Linked DNA regions of Mus musculus: all the other regions are linked to region 1. Evidence: chromatin contacts called from public ChIA-PET and HiChIP or PLAC-seq data. All regions are on one chromosome and are shown on one strand. The core of a region is the stretch at or near the end of the contact, and the rest is flanking DNA. Distances in the headings are between cores, read along the strand shown. Region 1 holds the start of Acsl1 (acyl-CoA synthetase long-chain family member 1). Region 2 has its middle 14 kb from the start of Gm30931. Region 3 has its middle 34 kb from the start of Gm30931.

What was found. ChIA-PET counts read pairs in DNA pulled down with a chosen protein or histone mark. HiChIP or PLAC-seq counts read pairs in DNA pulled down with a chosen protein or histone mark.
Region 2: an REV-ERBa ChIA-PET map of liver shows a contact between it and region 1, with 10 times the contacts expected there. The contact joins the enhancer-like site here to the promoter of Acsl1 in region 1. A contact is called at or near these places in 7 of 39 promoter capture datasets (the 3T3-L1 cell line, the C10 cell line, epiblast stem cells and 4 more), 7 of 484 Hi-C or Micro-C datasets (brown adipocytes and liver), 3 of 115 datasets of contacts at active chromatin or transcription factors (intestinal villus epithelium and liver) and 1 of 9 other capture datasets (adipose tissue).
Region 3: a contact with region 1 is called in an H3K27ac HiChIP or PLAC-seq map of SST interneurons, with 2.1 times the contacts expected there. The contact joins the enhancer-like site here to the promoter of Acsl1 in region 1. A contact is called at or near these places in 8 of 39 promoter capture datasets (the C10 cell line, the HPC-7 cell line, liver and 3 more), 13 of 484 Hi-C or Micro-C datasets (the G1E-ER4 cell line, brown adipocytes, conventional dendritic cells and 4 more), 5 of 115 datasets of contacts at active chromatin or transcription factors (SST interneurons, embryonic stem cells, intestinal villus epithelium and 1 more) and 2 of 9 other capture datasets (adipose tissue and liver).

The regions. Positions count from the first base shown.
Region 1 is chr8:46,469,611-46,472,374 of GRCm38.p6, forward strand. It overlaps Acsl1 (acyl-CoA synthetase long-chain family member 1), which reads left to right and starts at 1,427. Exons shown (of 21, transcript NM_007981.4): 1 at 1,427-1,620. Gm31050 (a long non-coding RNA gene) reads right to left here and starts at 1,440. Exons shown (of 2, transcript XR_378936.3): 1 at 995-1,440; 2 at 381-889.
Region 2 is chr8:46,375,465-46,378,228 of GRCm38.p6, forward strand. No RefSeq gene overlaps it. Among named protein-coding and RNA genes, the nearest start is that of Gm30931, 14 kb to the left of the region's middle. Within about 2 kb of position 1,382, at least 7 of the 459 cell types and tissues checked have an H3K27ac peak or open chromatin away from gene starts, as enhancers often do. A contact at or near this core is called in liver, where this site is marked.
Region 3 is chr8:46,395,963-46,398,726 of GRCm38.p6, forward strand. No RefSeq gene overlaps it. Among named protein-coding and RNA genes, the nearest start is that of Gm30931, 34 kb to the left of the region's middle. Within about 2 kb of position 1,374, at least 9 of the 459 cell types and tissues checked have an H3K27ac peak or open chromatin away from gene starts, as enhancers often do. A contact at or near this core is called in SST interneurons and intestinal villus epithelium, where this site is marked.

The sequences.
Region 1 (2,764 bases), core at 177-2,676:
TCAGTTTCCTGTTCTACAGAAGAGGACCAAAGGTGGTACCACCTCATAGGGTTATGGACATTATAGTTGATTAACAGTGTCACCTAGTAAATGATATGTTATTAGAGGTGTTCTGGCAATAATTGTCCCTCAAATTTAAGGCAATATTAGAAAGACTTCCATCTAATGCTGGGAGCAAACCCTCCTGTACCTGGATGACTGTCTTCATGCAATAGCATGAGGTGAACCTGGCAACAATTATATTGACCTTTTTTTTTTCCCATTCAAAATGTTAGCATGATCTACATCTTACCTTAACCACACTGACCAGTTCTGGACACTGAGCAACAGTGATGGCTCTAGTATTTAACCTTTTAAAAGATTATCTTAAAGCTTTGGGGTATCTTTAAGATTTTTTAAAATGACGTTTGAAGAAGGGTTACATGCGCACATGGTAACTCACAGTCCTGAGGATTGAGAATTGCACTTCAGGCTTTGTGACAGGCATGGGCTTTAACCCAGTGAGCCATCCTACTGGCCTTGCATTGGCCGTTGGTAGCCCTTAAAAGGTTTTCCCAAGGGATTTGTCAAGTCTACAGAGCCAAGGCTGAGCAGGGCAGACAAGCCTTTAAAACTTGGCAGGTGGACACCGTCCTTGAGCAACGACTAAGTCTGCTTTTCACTTGAACCACACAGGGGCCTGGGTTGTCCAGAGATGCCTCATGGCCAGGATATTGCGGAAGTCCTGTATTCCTAGCCAAGGACTGTGGCGAAACTTGGTGTGGGGACCGTGGTGAAACTGGATTAAAGGGGTTCGTGTATATCTGTGCTAAAGAAAGATGGGACTTCTTCAGCTACCGTGGTCCCTCCAAGCAGAGAAGCAAGCAGAGAGGCTATGCCAAGGTGTCAGCTGTGGAAGAATGTTAAGGATGGAAGAGCTAAAGGGCACCTGCAACATTCCATAGCATCACATTATCAGGGTTCAGGAGACTTCCAGATTTACCCTTTGCCCTACCTCAGATTCGTTGTGAAACTAGAGGGCAGTTTGGGTGACCTTAGTGGCTTTTGCTTGCTGACAGCCATGCTCATGGACCTGAGGGAGGCCACGCCCACCTTGCGGCTTTGGAGGGAGAGGCGGAGTCAGCAGGACTGGGCGGGACCTGAAGGAGGACTGGGCCTTAAGGGGCGGGGCAAAAGACCGAGGAGGCGCGGCCGGAGGGGAAGGACTGGAGCTGGTGGGCGTGGCCTGAGAGGCACCGCGGGTCTGAGGGGCTTGGATCAGCCCAGATAGGGCGGGGCTTGGGAGGCGGGAATGGCGCCGATGGGGCGGGACCTGAGAGGAGCGGTGGGTGTGATGGGGCGGGACAGCCTCGACCTGTGCGACAGGAGGGGAGGAGCTGGCGAGGGGGAGTGGGCGCGCTAAGAGATGGGGCGGGGAGGAGCCTGCGGACGGGGCGGGGCGGCGTGGCACGGCACGCGCACTACCAGCCGCCCGGCCCTGCTGCTGCTGCTGCAACGCCGGTGGCGCAGCCAAGAGAGCAGCTGCGGCCGCGACTCCTTAAATAGCATCGCAACCCGGCGCGGGGCAGTTCGTGGATTGCAGTGACAGCCGCCTGTGGAGCAGCCCGGGCAGCGGAGGAGGTGAGTGCGCCAGCCGCGAAGGGCCGCGAGTCGGCCAAGGCGACCCTAGCCGGGCCGAGACGGGAGAACCTCCCCGCGGCTCTGCGGGACGTTCCGCTTTTCCGGCCTGGGCTCCACGGCCTCGTTTCCCTCGGCTTCGGGAGGCTCTGGGGCCGCTCCGGCGGCCGCCGCTTCCGGTGCCGGAGCCCGGGTTCCCCCGCGGGCCGTGCGCGCGCGGGGCTGGTGCACCGCGGAGTCAAGAGGTTCCTCTCTGCACGGTCCCTGGCTGGTGTGGCGGCTGGGACCTTCCCTCCCCGGCTCAGGTGCCGAGAGGTGGTCCTGCTTGCTGGGGACCCTGGCGTCTCCGCCACCGCATCCCTCGTACCCCCAGAGGCGGGGATTGTGAGGCGCGCACTCACCGCGCGTGGACACGGACTGTCCCGGTGCCGCTCTGTGACGTGCCCCTGCGCCGAGCGTTCGAGGAGGGTCAGAAGCAGCGCTCAGAGCCCGATGTCATAAGTAGAAATTCTCGCGGTGTCTCCAAGAGGAGCTCCCAGAGCCACTACACACAGTGGTGATGGAGTCATTGATTTAAGGCAATCTGGCTTTTAATTTTTTTTTAAATTAGGGAGCAAAAATGATATTTATCACCTTGAAACGTAGACCCCGAGTGCTGATACAGGACTTAAAAGATCACATGGATTAGAATCTAGAGAAGGCAGCTCCATCTAATCACTGCACTATGCCCGAGCTTACAGACCATCTTGCCACACCGCTCAAGCTCATGGTTATGGAACCTAGTTAAGAATGGCCGTTATGAAAATGCTTCCTCTTGGAACTGTGAGTATCCATCTCTAGTCTTCCCTTTAAGGACTTGACATTTGATTATGTTTCTGGGATACACGTTTCAAAACGTAATCTGTGGTTAGCCCAATGAAAATTATTAGCGTAACTCAGAAATCATCCAAACCCTTCTAGTTCACCAAAGTTAAGAACTGAAGGTCTGCAATGGGCAAGGTTAAGAATGGGAGCAACGGAAAGGAACCATCGGTTTGGAGCAATGTGGTGAGGTGTGACAACAGAAAACAGACAGGGCCGGATCCTGGGAGATGTTTTTTCTTGTAGTTCAGCTGAAGGAAATCCCTTTGTGGTGGGAGGCTGGTTC
Region 2 (2,764 bases), core at 132-2,631, 94 kb before region 1:
AACTGGACTCACTGGGTTATAATAAGGGCATGAATTTGAGAAGAGGCCATGTCGGGAGAGGTCCAGGGAGAATTGGGGGTAGGTGGATACTATCCAAACACATCGAATATATCTTTGAAATTCTCAAAGAATAAGTAAAAAAAAAAAAAAGTACTAAACTAGTAGTGCCACAGGGTAGAGACTGAGCATACAAAACGTTGTCCTAAGAGCCACATCTCAGATTCAAACCACAGCACCTATAAGTACTACCGCTAGATGGGTGAGAGGCTTGGTGTTGTATGGCTTCTTCATTTAGTTGTGAGAGACTGCACTAGATGACCTTCACAGAATTTGTGCTGGAATGTATCAGGAGCTGAATGAAAAACAAACAAACAAACAAAACGAACCAACAAACCAACAAACCAACCTGTTATCCCACTCCAGAGTTTATAGTGGCATTACTTATAATAGCTAGAACACAGAGACAGCCTATGTACATTCACAGACCTGTGGAAATGCAAAATGTGGTGAACTCCGACAAAGGATGCTGTTCAGCATGAAGAAGGTGTTAAGTACTAGAGCCTGGCTCGAAATCTTCCCCCTTACCAAGAGAAGACAGACAGGCACAAAGGGACAGATGTTATATAAATGTACTCCCATGGGTCACCTAAAGTAGGGAACCTCAGAAACCAGAGTAGAAGTTACCTGAGAGGGACTGTAGAGTTATTGCTTAATGGGTTCAGAGTTCTGTTTGAGATGACAAAAGTTCTGAACATGAACCTTTGCAAAAGTGCTAATGTTGTGCAATTAGATTATGTAAGATGGCTTAAATGTGAAATGTAAAGTTTGTCATGGATGTTTTGCCATAATAAGAACTTAGTGTTATTCCGTGAAGCTCCTTCCCTGGAGCCTGACCTCCCCTCACAAGAAAGAAGGACAGATGCCCTAGTCCCATCCTGCCATCACCCAGGGGGCTCTGGAAATAGATTCTGTTTCATGATTGGTCCCCCAACGCAACCCAGCCTGTTCATCTCAACTGTGGATATTTCCAGATGCACTGGGAAAGAACTGAGGGGCTTATGTGATTATTTGATTCTTAACATCTTCACTTTGGGGGAAAAAATCTCCAAAGCTCAAAAGACCATATTCTATGAGGGGTTGGGGTAAGGGGGGAAGCAATCTGGCTAGTCTTTAAGGTTGACTGAGACCCAGCCTGGTGTTTCTTCTTACAGGTGGTAGTCAGCTTGCCTCTATAAATCTTAATTTAAATTTGTCACTTTTGTGTTCATCTGGGGAACAAGGAATTTCTAGAAGCAGAAAATGGCAGCCACTATTAGCTTATTGGAAGTGGCATGAACTATGAAGGCAGTCCAGTTGCAATGTGTTTTGATGTGACCCGACCAGTAGAGGTTTACTGAACATAAAACCCAATGGCCTGGACTTGATTCAAGACCAACCATGAGCCCCATCAAGTCATCAAATTTATCTCTGTTCTTTATTTGTTTCATCTAGATAAGGCAATTGGGAGAGATAAACTCTAAAGTGTCTTCCCTGGGTCTATGAGTCAGCTACTCTTGGACTGTATATTCTTTTTGTTCATTTAGGAATAAGGAAGTAGCCATAGTACTGAAGATTATGGCATATAGACCACATCTGTTTTCTCTCTATGAGCCTATTCTGTCTTCTGTGAATAATACTGTGTAAACATTGTGTGGAGATAATACTTTTTTTTGCATTCAGCTCATGAGTGACCCATGAAGCTCACAGATTCCTTGACAGGTGATGTCTCTCATAACTAGATGACAGACACAAAAGGACACAAAATACCAAACGCCTCACCAGTGGTAATACAAAAGCCATGCGCTGGGGCTTGAATCTGCTGTGACAGGCCTATGATCCCACCTACTCAGGAAGCAGAGACAAGAGGGTCGCAAGTTCAAGACCAGTCTGGGCCACTTAACAAGACCCTCTTGAAATAAAAATACAAAGACGGCTGGGGATAGCTTAGAAATTTCTTGTCTTGAATAATAAAGCAAAAGTACCAAACAAGTAGAAAATAAGGATTGTAAAGACAATATATAACATTATATAACATTACATATATTATATATGCATACATATATGCATATATATAATAAGTTTTAGCACAGACTTGTCTCATTGGAGTTGAAGCTATGTCATTCTAGTCTATTTCCACTCCTCCCTCCCCTGCCATCCCCGCAGCTTCTGGACAAGTTTGCCAACAGTCCATAGGTGTCAGTCCCTCTCTGGCACTACTCTTCACGAAACTGCTTTGCCTGGGCAATAGGACCTACCTGGGGTGGGGGGTGGAGAGGGTTAGTGAGAGCACACTGCACTCAAAGACAGATCCACAGGAGAACCGAAATATCGTATCCCCTTCACTCTGCCTCACAACAACTCCAAAAGGTCCCTGGCTTCCGATTTATGGGCTATGTGCAAGCACCGTGTCTGTCTGTCTGTCTGTCAGCTGGAGAATTCGTTCCTTCTGACACTGAGGTCAGACAGCACAGTGCAGCTTCCATTGCGGTGAGACACACACACAGGCTAGTTTGATACACATCGGAAAATAACAGAGGAGATCCTCAGGGCACAGGGTCTTTGGTGAGACTGAGTTACAGCCTCATTTCTCCCTCCGCTCCGTTTGGCTTCTCTGCTTCCTCCCACAGGAGGTGTTGGTCCTAAGGGCATCCTGCAAGGAAAGCCTGCATGTTCGCTTAGGTTTTGATTCTGTTTCCTAGGCAACGCAACTTGTATCACGCATTAG
Region 3 (2,764 bases), core at 124-2,623, 74 kb before region 1:
GCTATGTCCTTCATATAAAATAGTGTAGTACCTGTGTATGATCTGGGAGCATCCTTCTGGACATGCCACATAACCTCAAGATTATGTATAATATAAATAATATATTATATCTAATATAACACACATACAATCTCATAGTGCATTACATGCTATTGTAAACAATCATTGCATACTATTATTCAGAGAATAAGGACAAGAAAATACCTGTATATTTGGTAGATGTACAATTTTTTCCAAATATCTACTTGGTCGTATCTGTGGAACTCCCTCAATATGGGAGTCATTGAAAAATTATTTTTGCAGTGCTAGGATCAAACTCAAGGTTTTGCCCACACTAGCAAGCACTTGTCCACTGAGCTACATCTCCAGCTCTCCTCAGTTTCTTTTTTTTTTTTAAGATTTATTTATTTTATTTATGTAAGTACACTGTCGTTGTCTTCAGACACACCAGAAGAGGGCATCAGATCTCATTGTACATGGTTGTGAGCCACCATGTGGTTGCTGGGAATTGAACCCAGTGCTGGAAGAACAATCAGTGCTCTTAACTGTTGAGCCATTTCTCCAGCCCCTCTCATCAGGTTTTAATAATGAATGTTTTTAAGTTAGCATATAAAATAGTAGGTTCATAATGGCATTTCATACATGTGTATCATAGTACTTTGTTCATGTCCACCTCCTCTTACCTTCTCTTGTCCCCCCTCCTTAACCCAATTGTCCCCATAACCTTACACCTGCTTTCATGTCTATGGTACACATCTAGATACTGCATATGAGGGAAAGTATGTGATATCCTTCTTGCAATTGGTAAGTTTTGCTGTTAAAGAAGTTGAGATCTAATGTAGTCTTAGTGAGTAGCAATCTAAGGAAAATTTACAATGGATGTGTCTGAAATACTCTTAGAATTTCACTGAGAGATATTTGCCACTGCAATCCTGGGATGCCATGAAAATAAATATAGGACAGGGAAATAGGTTAGGAAGAGGCTCAATGTTTCCTGATCCAGCTCTACCACCTCTACTGTGTCCTTCAACTGCAGTTCCCAAGGGCACACTGTGGACCAGCAGTTAAATAGCATTCAACTGTACATCTGTATGCTTGCCCCCACTCAAGGGCTAAGGTGATAATGTGATCAAAATCTATGTTTTGATTTGTTTTAACTAAATGTAGAGCACAAAATGGATAGTGCACTTCCATGGGAGGAAGAAAGATCACAGGAAAACTCCTTTAGTAAGTATAAATATGAGATGGAAAAATAAACACATTTTTAACGTGATTTGGTAGAAGAAATATTTTCTTTACCAGGACACTAGAAAACCTGCCAAGAGTTATCAAACAAGGAAGTCCAAGGTTCCATTGCAGGATCTCAATAAATATTTGTTGATTTACTGGTCGGTGTGCTAATTCAAGCAGAGAAGGAATTCTGTCTCTGTTTTAAAGTCAGATATTCTAAGTGCTCATTCAGAACAAAAATATGCTTTGTCTTCCACTAAGCAACCCCACTATCCCCTTATCCAAACATACCCGGGAAAGGATCTGATGTAGCCCTTGGCAAACAACTATGGAACTTTCATACCAGGCTCCTTTCTTTTAGGCAAATATTGTCAGTTACTTTTAGCTATTGACAATACCATAGAATCTATGCATCAAGCTCAACATAGTAGGATTAAATCCCAGATCCCCCAGGAATTTCACACACAAAAAAAATCTTTACCCTTGCAGAGTGCCTCTGTTCCCCACCCCTGGCTTCTTAGAATAAACCTCAAAGGATGACTGTAGCCAAGCTTTCAAGGCAGAAAGACTCTGAGATCCTTTCAAACGTGCAGCAATCAGAACTATTGATTCCGAAATTGAGCCATTTCCAGCGGTATCCTTGAATTGGTGCATTATAGTAATTAGAATGCATCTTCTATTCAACGCATCCCAGATTGCTTTCTATTCAAGCATATTCAAAATGTATTTTTATTCAACATATTCAACACGAAATGTTCATCTTTCAGAAACTATTCCTCACTTGGCAGCCTCAGCCTGTCGGTGCCTCCTGATTTCATTCTAAAGCCTTGGAGAACATTTGAGTGATAGGTTGATATTTCATTCTCATTTAAATTATGATTCTTTTAAAGGATGCTCTTTAAAACGCTAAGGTAGTGCACCTGAAAGAACATCATTTAGAATAGTGGAACGTCTTCCAAATTGGATGACTTGTTTCAGAGTGGGTGACACTTGTTCCACACTTAGTCCCTCATCTTGTGGCTGTACCCACCATGTGGTGGCAATCCACTTCAGGCCTTGGGAATAAAGAGTGTCCTAAGCCAGGGCAGAGATTTTCATGAGCAGTTTTTGTACAGAGATGTTTGAAAAATGATTACTCTTAATAATTTAGCATCTTTCTAATCCTGTGACAGAATCGGCTAAGCTTTTATAAATTAGTAATTTTGGAACCGTCCTATGCATGTCTATGTAATGACTGAGAAGCGTCAGAAAGGAAGGCTCATTTTCCATCTACGGGGCAGTTAACTTAGCAGAAAAACTGCAAGCTCAAACAGGACAGCCCAGGGGCGGGGAAGATGCTCACAGGGTTAAGAGCGCTAGCTGTTCTTGCTGAGATCTTAGGTGGGTTCCCAGCCCCCACAGGGTGATTCATAGTCACCAGAAGCTCGACTCTGAGCAGATCCAGTGCGGCCTTCTGACCTCCATTGTTCCCCTCCCCCACAGTACACGCATATATACCTATGTGCAGACAAAGCATTCATATGCTTAAAACAAA